4 separate regions of the Mus musculus genome follow, and regions 2, 3 and 4 are each linked to region 1. A link is a contact called in public Hi-C data. All regions are on one chromosome and are shown on one strand. Each heading gives the region's core, a stretch centred on a gene start, on an enhancer-like site or on the middle of the called end of the contact. The rest is flanking DNA. Distances are from core to core; before and after follow the strand shown. Region 1 has its middle 31 kb from the start of Tut7. Region 2 has its middle 94 kb from the start of Gm5084. Region 3 has its middle 62 kb from the start of Gm5084. Region 4 has its middle 21 kb from the start of Gm5084.

What was found. Hi-C and Micro-C count contacts between places; a contact is called where the count stands out from the background.
Region 2: a Hi-C map of uterus shows a contact between it and region 1, with 2.2 times the contacts expected there. The contact joins two enhancer-like sites. A contact is called at or near these places in 4 of 39 promoter capture datasets (the 3T3-L1 cell line, cranial neural crest and hippocampal neurons), 2 of 15 datasets of contacts at CTCF or cohesin (both in the NIH/3T3 cell line), 5 of 484 Hi-C or Micro-C datasets (adipose-derived mesenchymal stem cells, muscle stem cells and uterus), 3 of 115 datasets of contacts at active chromatin or transcription factors (astrocytes, differentiating embryonic stem cells and heart atrium) and 1 of 9 other capture datasets (embryonic stem cells).
Region 3: a contact with region 1 is called in a Hi-C map of uterus. The contact joins two enhancer-like sites. A contact is called at or near these places in 2 of 15 datasets of contacts at CTCF or cohesin (the NIH/3T3 cell line and embryonic stem cells), 9 of 484 Hi-C or Micro-C datasets (the BV-2 cell line, embryonic stem cells, myocytes and 3 more), 5 of 115 datasets of contacts at active chromatin or transcription factors (astrocytes, embryonic stem cells and fibro-adipogenic progenitors) and 2 of 9 other capture datasets (embryonic stem cells and embryonic trunk).
Region 4: a contact with region 1 is called in a Hi-C map of uterus, with 3 times the contacts expected there. The contact joins two enhancer-like sites. A contact is called at or near these places in 4 of 39 promoter capture datasets (cranial neural crest, frontonasal cranial neural crest, maxillary cranial neural crest and 1 more), 1 of 15 datasets of contacts at CTCF or cohesin (the NIH/3T3 cell line), 1 of 484 Hi-C or Micro-C datasets (uterus), 3 of 115 datasets of contacts at active chromatin or transcription factors (astrocytes, embryonic fibroblasts and fibro-adipogenic progenitors) and 1 of 9 other capture datasets (embryonic stem cells).

The regions. Positions count from the first base shown.
Region 1 is chr13:59,852,323-59,854,932 of GRCm38.p6, forward strand. No RefSeq gene overlaps it. Among named protein-coding and RNA genes, the nearest start is that of Tut7, 31 kb to the left of the region's middle. Within about 2 kb of position 1,324, at least 30 of the 459 cell types and tissues checked have an H3K27ac peak or open chromatin away from gene starts, as enhancers often do. A contact at or near this core is called in heart atrium and uterus, where this site is marked.
Region 2 is chr13:60,297,894-60,300,503 of GRCm38.p6, forward strand. No RefSeq gene overlaps it. Among named protein-coding and RNA genes, the nearest start is that of Gm5084, 94 kb to the left of the region's middle. Within about 2 kb of position 1,323, at least 36 of the 459 cell types and tissues checked have an H3K27ac peak or open chromatin away from gene starts, as enhancers often do. A contact at or near this core is called in heart atrium and uterus, where this site is marked.
Region 3 is chr13:60,266,370-60,268,979 of GRCm38.p6, forward strand. No RefSeq gene overlaps it. Among named protein-coding and RNA genes, the nearest start is that of Gm5084, 62 kb to the left of the region's middle. Within about 2 kb of position 1,297, at least 38 of the 459 cell types and tissues checked have an H3K27ac peak or open chromatin away from gene starts, as enhancers often do. A contact at or near this core is called in uterus, where this site is marked.
Region 4 is chr13:60,225,085-60,227,694 of GRCm38.p6, forward strand. No RefSeq gene overlaps it. Among named protein-coding and RNA genes, the nearest start is that of Gm5084, 21 kb to the left of the region's middle. Within about 2 kb of position 1,282, at least 77 of the 459 cell types and tissues checked have an H3K27ac peak or open chromatin away from gene starts, as enhancers often do. A contact at or near this core is called in uterus, where this site is marked.

The DNA of each region.
Region 1 (2,610 bases), core at 74-2,573:
CTGTTCAGTTATTACACCTCCATAGATTGAAAGAAAGCCTTTTGTAGTCTCTAGCTGGTGACTCTGCCTCCCAAGTGCTGGACTTTCAGGCGAGTCCCATCATGCGGGGATTTTATATTTACTCTATTGTTAGTTTTTAAAAATCTATATTCTGCTAGGGGTTGAGCCTAGGGCTCTGCGCATGCAAGATGTGCAGTCTACCAATTGAGCTATGTTGCTGGTCCTATTAAGGCCTTTTCGGGGGCTGGTGAAGTGGCCAGTGGGTAAGAGTACTTTGTCTTCTAGCACAAGGACTTGGGTTCGATTCCCCAACATGGACACATCGATCCCAGGATGGCCCAGCCTATGAGGGTAGAGAGGGGAGAATTCCAAGAGCTCCTCAGGCAGCCAGATGGTTAGTGTGTGTTCACATGAGCTGAATTCTCCCCATCCCCCACTGTTCCACACCCATCACGTGCACAATAGAAGGACAGAAACCAAACCAAAAACAATCCCCCACCCTCAAACCATTGTTTTAAGTTTGAGCTTATTTTAAAACAAATAGCAAAAGTGGTTCTAGCATACAACAGGACTAAATGGACAAAGCAGTAACAGGTGACATTACACTCGCTCGTAAATGTAAAGGTCTAGGGTGGTTGAGTATCAGGGAGCTTTGGTAGATGGAACTGTGTGAAAGAAGGAGTTTGAAGAGAGTAAAGGGAAGGAAGGCACGAGGCACAGGCTTCCTCTGGTGTGTGTGCCGGGTTACCTTGGTGACCCATGTGGTGCCCATGGGGTGCCCATGTGGAGTGACCAGAGTTACCAAATGGACCGCTGTAGGATTGTGTTGGGACTCCTGATTTTCTTTCGGTGGGCTGTGGATTTATTGCATTAAGAACAGATGATAAATAAAATAATTAATAAATAAGCAGTCGTATGTTTATAATAAAAGCCATGCGTCCAGCGAAAGAGGTCTGCGCGGGGAACCTGGTGAGAGGGGCCATGACACACACAGTGTGTTGCTTCTGCTTATTTTTATCTGAGCTCAAGAGAAAAAAGTTGGAAGTGAGACAGGGACGGGGCGAAAGAGAAATTTAAAAAAAAATTGAAATGATTCGAAGAGAACAAATCGAACAAACAAATCAGGGAAGCGGAGCACTCCCAAGATTCCGTGGGAGGGGATAAGAAGGCAGCAAGACCCAGAGCTTCCAGTGCCTGGGCAGAGCTGAAACACAGCCTAAGTGGTATTTGTGAACCGCAAGAGGGACACTCTGTCTCCACAGAAGACTGTCAGCCAAAGGAATGGGTTCCTGGAGAAGGTCATGCGGTTAGACAACACACCGAGGGCTGGCTCGGTGCACGCTGACACTCTGCCAGCTGGGGCTTTCAAAACACTTGAAGTGTTGTGGTCACTCCTGGCTTCTTTGATAGGCCAGGCTGTTAATCAGGAGGAACCACGAGACTGACCTGTGGCAGTGATCGCCTCTGATGAGGACTTCTGCTCAGTGGCTTCTTGTGGGTGGCTGAGGAGACTCTTCAGGGAGTTGCCATCTTGTTTGAGCCCTGGCGTGGGAGTGATGCATGCTGGGAACAGGCAGGGGCACTGAGTCTGCAGAGTGACCTGCCTCTTAAGGAAAAGTCTTGCTCCTACAGTCTCTTGAGGGCATGGCCGTGACTTCCCAGTGAATAGCTTCTAGAACATGCCACAATTATTCAAGCTGGCTGGAGAGTGGCAAAGTTTGCTTTACAGTGAAGAAAGCCCCTTTGTAGAGGGGAGTTTGGGGGGAGTCCCCCTCATCAATTAATTTAGCACTTTCTGATGGGTGTTGGGAAAGAAAGCCTTCTGTGCTCTGTGATTCCTGCCCTGTTAGACTTTCCTGCAATGGTCTCAAATCATAGCTGAGTCTTGTCCTCCTAAGCTCGTGCCCTGACCATCTATCATCCGTTGGCTATGGCTTAATCACATATTTGTCTTCCTCTATTTCCCTCTCTTGAGGGGAGAGAATTCAAACCCATATGCAGCCCAGGTGTATGGCCCACTCTGTAGTCCCAGTACTCTAGAGGATCAAACAGTTCATGACCAGTCTCACCTACATGGAAGCTAGCCTGGGCTATGTGAGACCTTGTCTCCAAATAATAAATAACTTAAATTCTAAAAATTCAAATTCCACAAACTCTTTCTCAACTAACTGGGGCCCTAGGTCTCATACCAGCCGTGATCTTCATTTTTAACGAAGGTCATTCATTTAAAGTCATTAAGCTCCTTTGTGTTTCCAACCTAGAGATGTTATACCTGTTACTGCCTGAGGGAGTTATATATTTAAATATTTCACTCCCACTCGACTTTCCATATATATTTTCCCTTCAACTAAAATAAATAAAAATTTATCTTAAGCAAGAAATGCATGGTTTGACATAATGACATAATACATCCCCAAATGGTGTAAAATAAATTTAATAATTTGCCTCCTTTTTAGTTTTTGAGACAGGGTCTCATGTAGCTCAGGATGACCTCAACTTTGCTATGTAGCCAAGGATGGCCCTGACCTTATGATCCTCCTGCCTCCACCTCTCCAGGGTGGGGATTATAGGCATACACTACAACTTTCAGTCTACTTGATTTTAGGGATC
Region 2 (2,610 bases), core at 73-2,572, 450 kb after region 1:
CCCACACCTTGCTGTCTTCTTCCTCTAAGCTCCTCTCTCTGTCTCTGTCTCTGTCTCTGTCTCTGTCTCTCTGTCTCTCTTTGCCTCTCTCTCTCTCTCTCTCGTGCTTAATTCTGTGTTCAGATCCCTCCTGGCCAACTCAGACTTGGCCTGCTTATGACTCATCCTAATCGTCATTTCTGTTGAAGAGTCTAGGGTCAGGGTTTCAATAGATAGCTTGTAAAGACATCCTCACCCCACTGTGGACCACAGCTTGGAGCTGTGTTTCTGGCCCAAGCACTTATGCAAAATGAATAGCTGAAAGAGCATGGCTGCTACGCTCTAGATCAGTGGTTCCCAACCTTTCCGATGCTGTGACCCTTTAATACACTTACTCATATTGTGGTGACCCCAACCATAACATTATTTTTGTTGCTACTTCATAACTGTAATTTTGCGGCTGTCATGAGTCATAATGTAAATTTCTCTGTTTTCTGATGGTCTTAGGCCACCCTGTGAAGGGTCATTTGACCCCCAAAGGGGTAGTGACCCACAGGTTGAGAATCACTGTTCTAGAGTCATGTCTAGTACTGTCAAAGCATCCAACGCAACGCCATTGCCCCAGTTCCTCCCACACTGGGATCTTATCTCTTCAGTTCTGTGAGCCCAGTCTGCTCAGGATCTAGGGATCCTCAGAAACAGTGTTCTCCCATTACAAAAGAAAACTTAGAAAAAATGAGAAGCAAAATGTGACCTCCACATCTTGGGAAATATCCATGCGTGCACAGCTTGCCAAGTGTTGAAGTGTGTCCATGACCCACAGTGCACTTACATGTCATTACTTCCTGAGATTGCAGAGATCTCCTGTAGAGGCCTAGCCCCTTGAGGGTAAGAGCTGCCCTGGAAGAGGGAAGAGCATCCTCTGTCACATCAATGCTCTGACATTCATGTGGCTATGTGTCCTCTGAGAGGCACCATAGTCCCATGTCCCTCCCCCTTCCTCCCCTTTTCCACATTTCGAGAGTTGGGCCTTTTGGCTCCTTCCCAGGGAACAGTTGCTTCCAGTGGAGAGTCTTGTGGGCCCAGGGTTCATGGGAGCCTCCCACTTGATAAGTGCCCTTCCCAGAAGTAGCATTTGTCCTGGGAGACCTGAGGAACATCACATTTTAAAATCAGTGTCCCCTTCGATACAGAAATATGACTAATTTGTTGAAATTAGAGATAGCATCTTATTGCTTTTAGGAGCAGAATAAAACCTCTCAAGCCACAGCGAATTGTGAGCCCTGGGGCTCTGGCCTCTCATTAAGTTTAAAATGAGGGAGAATTTCCAGATCCAGACACAGAGGGCTCTTTCTCTTCAGATTTGCTCTGCGTGCCTCTTGTGTGTAGAAATTCAACACGACCTCGAGGAGACTGGGGATGAGCCAGGCATTGTGATTGATAGAGAGCACTTGGAGCCAGACCAATGCAGATAGACCATCCTTGCTTACAACAGAGACAATTAAAATGCAGGATTGCTAACCCCAATCTCACCCTGGTCTCAGGAGAGTGCCGTAGACCTGACTTTGATGGTACAGTTCTCAAGTCCTCTCAACACATACACTAAGAGGTAGACAGACATCCCTGTAAACCCAGAAATACTTGAGTCTAATTTTTAATTGTTTTCTTTTGTCTGAGAAAGGATCTAGCCCTAACCCTAACCCTAACCCTTTTTTTGTTTGAGAGCTAGGCTGCTCTCACATTTGTTATGTATCCTAAACTTGAACTCTCAGCAGTCTTCCTGCCTCAGCCTCCACACACTCTGGGATGACAGACAAGTGCCACCACACCTAGCTTTCCATTTGACTTTAAGCTGAGAGAGGTTTGTGGGGAGAAAGCTTGCAGATTGATCATCAAACAATTACCGTGTCTCAGCACCATAGAAAACGAAAGCCCCGAGGTCTTTGCTGTATTCCTGTCCTTCTCCCTACCCTGGAGCAAAGCTCGTTAGGTCAGTCATTTTACATATTGACCTTTCATGTCATATTAAGGAGAAATATGCATTTATCCATGCTAGGTATGCCCATATCCAGGTATTTAAATTTAATGCCCCTGATTCCCACACACTTTTGAAACTGACATTGTTAACACTGTTGGGGGAGGGGGGGCGGCTAAGCTACATTGTCACACAGACATTAGACATCAGGTTGGAAAACGTGTTTTCCCTGTGGATATGCAGTTTAATACCAACCAAAGGTCTCTGCAAAGTGGTTCCAGAGTTTCTTCCCACTTTTCTAAAATAGGAAGTAGTGCAAAGTCGAGCAAAAATGTAGATATTCGTTTTCAGCCTAAAATATGTCCTCTCTTCTTGCCAGGGAGCCCAAGTTGGCCTTGACCCTCCTGCCTTTGATTTTCCAGTGCTGGGATCCACAGTGTGAGCCACCACACCTGATAGGACCTCCGGTTCTTTGAAGATAACTGTCATGTCACCTGGCATTTGTGCAGTTTCCTATTATGAGATAATTGTCAGTCAGTCTGTCTGTCTGTCTGCCCACCTAGGGATGTGTAAGCTGCATGTGAACTGATGGGCTATGATTTCTGTTTTCTTCTCGGCTCTATCCCTGCATCTGAGTGAGTCTTGACATACTGAGC
Region 3 (2,610 bases), core at 47-2,546, 410 kb after region 1:
AGAGAGAGAGAGAGAACTAACCACACAATGATGGGTATAGGGTAGAATAGAATTTATTTAGGGCACGGGGAGTAGAGGCTAACCTTGAACACATGGAGAGAGGGGGGAGGGGAATGAGGAGAGAAGGGGCAGAGAGGAAAGAGAGGAAGGGAGTAAGAGAGTAAGGAAGAGGCAAGCAGCCCCTGTTATAGTGAGTCAGGCATATGAGTGTTGGCAGGTAACTGTAGGGTAGAGCCTAGAAGAAATGCTGATAGTTACCATACCAAAGAACAAAAAACAAAAAACGGGGAACATAGCCCCCTTCCTGCCATCTGGGGGGAGATGCAAGGCTCCGAGTTCTGCTGGTCTTCTGAGCAAGGGCATCTTAGCCTCTGCTGGTGAAAAATGGGGCAAAACAATCCTGAAGTCGAGAAGTCAGAAGTAGCTCAGAATCACACACTGATTCCCAAAGTCCCTTCCTTGGCCATGCCAGTGTGAAGGATGAAAGAAGCTGTGTGGTAGGACCCGGAGCTCTCCCTGGGGAGAGCTGACAGGAACTCCTAGGAAAGACTCAGTCATATAATTATAACAAAGCCAAACCTTGGACAAAATCGAAACAGGCAACAAATTCTTGTCTGCTGCCCTAACCTTCTGGATTCCTTGTAAACCCTGGCCCTACCTACTCTCATGGATGTTCTCTGTAAACCATAGAGCCTAGGGTTGGGGGAGGGGGATGGAGAAATAGCCTGTTAAACTCGGCCTTGAATTCCTTCTCTGCATCACCAGGTATGTATGGGGCAGCCCATCCTCAACAAACCCTTAGATGGCCCCAGGAAAAGCAAATTCTAGAAGATAAAAAAGCCGGCCGGCTAGGAGGCAGCGTTACTAAGCCCGTGGTAGACTCGTGGCAAGGTGGCAGTGCAGAGAAAAACTTTCAAAATGCTTCTTTCTTGTGCCAGAACTTGAATGGCTTAGGTAAGATCGAGGAGGAGGAGGAGGAGGAGGAGGAAGAACAAGAGGAGGAAGAGAGAGAGAGAGAGAGAGAGAGAGAGAGAGAGAGAGAGAGAGAGAGAGAGAGAATCAGTTAAGTAAACAACTAAACATTCCAGCAGGCAAACAAACAAATCTCTGGGATAAAGACCAAGGCTGGGATGCATTCAATAAAGCCTCTTTCCATCAATCAATTAATGTCATTGTTTATTTAATCAGCCCAGCCCGTGTGGCTGGCGGGAGAAATGCTCTCCTTTTCGGCTATAGCAATGCAAAAACACAGTCTAGATCCAAGGGAACCTTGCCAGAATCTAGCCCTGGATGGCTCTTTAAAGCCATGTTTTGCTTGTGTGCGCATGGTAACGTTTGCAGCTGTCGAACGTGGCTTCGGGCTGTCTGACTCCCTTGAGAGAATTTATGTGTTCCCACTTCCTTTCCTTATTAGGAGGCAGGAATCTGCAACACCTATTAGAAGAAGTATGCATAAAGGGTAATGACTGTGCGATTTATTAGTGGTCTGTTCTTCCTCACTGGAACCTTCGCCTCCTGCCGCCCTCCCCCAGGGCGCAGCCTCAGCTGAGCTGGCCTCTGCCTTCTTGGCAGCAGGTGGGCAAGAACAGCTTTCATCAAGGGGGAGACAAGACCGGTTCTCACACCAAGGCTCGGGAAAGAGACCGAAGTACCTGGGATTGGGTTTGATGGCAGAAGTATTAGGGGAGAAGCTGGGGAAAGAGCGAGAGGACAGAGGGAGAGCAAGGGAGAAAGAGAGAGAGGAGGGGGCAAGCAGCCCCTTTTATAGTGAGCGAGGCACACCTGGCTGTTCCCAGGTAACCGTGGGGCGGAGCCTAGACTAAATGCTAACGGTATTTGCGGACCAAGTGAATAAAATCAGAGTAAAGAGAGAACACAGCCATAGAAGCACCAAAGGGCTCTGGTGCTGTTGTTAATAAAATGAAAATGACAGACAAATGGGTTTGTTAAAAGCAACCGAGTGTTCCCTAGAAGCGATTTTGGCTTTCCCTTTCTGAGTTCTGAACCTAGGAGCATTTTCCCACCAGGGACTGGAAGTTATGAGTAGACATCTCTCAAGCTGCCTTTCACAAAAGTCTTCAAACGAGGAGGCAGGCACGACTATGGAGGTTAATAAAATCCACGCCATCAGCCTGGAAACTGCAGGTGGTGTCCCGCCCCTTCCTGGCGTCCCGCTAAGACCCGGCGTCCAGACAGAAAGTTCAGGAGAACGAACTGTGAGGAGCCAAATGTATTTGCTGCTAAAATCCCAACTATATTCAGGAAAGTGTAATCCATGAGTTTTGAGGTCATTTGGGTTTAGTTGATCGAGTTTCAGGACCACTCTGCTGTTTGAGTTCTGGAAGAGAAGAAGATATGTAAGGCCATGGATGGTGGCTCTGACACCAGACAGTGCAGGGCTGGCTCTGGGACCCCAGGGACAAGCATGCTTCCCCTAGAAGCACCAAGACCCTGGGGTGAGCATTTCATTTGTGCAGTTTCAGGTGAGGGAGGCCATGGCTGAGGTGCTGTGGAACCTTGGAGTATGATCTGTGTTCCAAATGGGTCATTTCAGTGAGTCTCACCTATGCTAAGGAAACCAGTGTCTCTCTACTCTGTTCAGTGTATTTA
Region 4 (2,610 bases), core at 32-2,531, 370 kb after region 1:
ATATTTTGTGGGGTGCAGTTTGATAACTTAGACATACATATGCACTGTTTAATGATCAAACTAAGGTAATTAATGTTACCATCTCATGCATATCATTTATCCATGTTGTGGAATGTCACACTTTTGTAATCGTTTAGAAACACTGTGAATTGCTAAGAGTCATACCTCCATACTATGTAATAGATAGATCCTTCTGCATACATGTTGTTTGGCTTGAAGCTGAATCGGAGGCTACCATTCAAAGCTTGCACCCAAGCATCGGAATCGATGACTTTTCTTAAAAACATTAAGTGTCAGACTTGTGTACTTGTGTACGGGGTATGGGACAGTGAGTGACCTTTAGATAGGACCAGTTTCCTCTGGCTGTCACTGTCTCAGGACAGCTCTGCATGCTCTAGTTTTGGACTCAAGCCTACTTTGCAGTTTCTGGTATATGGTGTGTGTGTGTGTGTGTGTGTGTGTGTGTGTGTGTGTGTGTGTTTATGTATGTAAAGGACTTTCCAGAACTGTTGTAATTCTTGGGAAGAACTGAGGGCCATTCAGCAATCTTCGACACTTTATCAGATGTGATAGTAAAGAATGCCTTTATTAATTTCGGGGGTGGGATTCTTAGAGATGAAATAGTGTGACCCGGTGCCGTAGTTCTTCAAGATTCTTCTATGCAATACTAAGATGAGCTGGCTTCGGTGCTTGACAGGGAGTTTCCAGGCCTATTTAATGGCTGCAATTCAGCTGGGCCTGATCTCTACTTGCAGAGGAACTTTATCTAAATTTCACTTTGACAGATAAGCAGGGGAGCTTCAGAAGGTTTATAAATCAGGCTGGAGCTCTGCCAACATGCTAGAAACTGAGCTCCCAGAGAAAGCCAAAGCCTAAGCCATTCACAGTGTTTTCCTGGGTGGAGAGCCAGGTTGGAGAAATGTCTGTGCTCTTACCAGATAACTATCTTGTCAGGCCTGACATCAGCCTCTCTGTGTTGCAAAATGCTCTTTGGGATCCTGATACCTTAATGGCTAGGCCCCAGTTTATTACAGGCACAGCCATTTTGCTCACATTGGAATGCTGATGGTTTCCGGCGACATTTTGGGAAAAGCAACCCCTTGCATAGGTAGGTCTCCGCAGAGATGAGATGAGAGGCGGGAGATGCAGAGACAAGGGAGGAGTGTGCTCACAAAAGCAACAGTGTCCTGAGCGAGGTGGGAATGTACCTTCTCCAGTCCAGCCTGGGTGTCTCAGAGCACTGCAGTGATTCATCAGTCATAGATGGGCAGGGGGAGGGCCTCCGGGCTCCTGACACAGCCCTCTGTAGGCGTGATGGATGTGGAGAAACTCTACCCTTCCCAGGGGGTCAGGTGGCACCAGCCAGACAAAGATCGTAAACAATTCCGTCTTGAAAAAGAGCCCCCCCCTTTCCCTTCCCTCCCTCCCTCTCTTTTCCCCTCCCCTCTGGCTCTCTCCCCTTTTCTCTTTTTTTTCCCTCTCTCTGCCAAAAAGTTACAGTATCCAGCCGTTCCTTATTAAGTTAGAAGTCTGTGGAAAAAAAAAAGAAGGAGCCTGTGCATAGAAATACTCAGTCCTTCGACCCGGCTATTTCTATGGTGCAAGCATGTCTGGAGAAGTAAGGAAATGGCATTCCTGTTTGCTGCTGAGTAAAAAACCAGCTGCTCTCTGGATTTCAGAGGGAGATGTTATCCTACCCTGTGGTCGTCCAAGGTCTTCCAAGGCTGCTCTGGAGAGGCTGTGGATGAAAACAAGAGAGAGCTAGGGGGTGGGGGTGGGGGCAGGGGTGGACAAAAGAAAGCCGTGGGTACCGTGTGCTGGCTGCTGGAGACAGTTTCCATCTTTCTGTTGCTTCCGTGTCTTTTGACATCTTTGGGATTTTGACAAAAGTGGTTCTAATTGGATCTGAATCAATTTGAGCTTTTGATAAGGTGTATAACACCATCCCGGCACCCACCCCTCCACTCCAGTGAAGTTTGAAGAGTTTCTGTATTTGTTTGCTCGCCAGACGCTGTGGGCAAACTCATTCTCAGGCATGGTGCAAAGTTTGAGCTGCGACTTCCGGGGGATGTGTGTGATGCTCCCTGCTGTTCAGGGCCATCCTCAATCTCTTCTTTCCTCTCATAGGCTGGACCACAGAGGCCTGGAGCAGTCTGCTTCTCAGTTCCCATCTGATAGGTCGAGGTGTGCTGGTCCAGACAAGAACTTAGGGGAAGTCAAGATGGCCATCCGTGCCACCACACACTGACAGTGTGCTGACTTTCCTTTACCACCAAACCCTTAGCAGGCCATGTGATGAACAGATAAGGAGTGCAGAGGAGAGCCATCCCTCAACAGCTGATGGGCAGCATAAAGGTGCAATGATGAACTCAAGCTTCCTATCTCTGAAGCTTTACTGGTCCGCAAAATCTCATTCTTGGTCCCCATAGAAACTTGCTAGAGGGTACTTTGATGTTTGCTTTTTGAAATGTATTCCTCCTATATCATTCCTTGGCACAGAGAATTCCCAAACAGGCGTCTGCAGTAGGAAGAGTTTCGCAGGCAGTGGTCAATGGGAAGATGTAATGATCAATGTGCCTCAACCCAACTTCCACCCCCACACTCAGACCT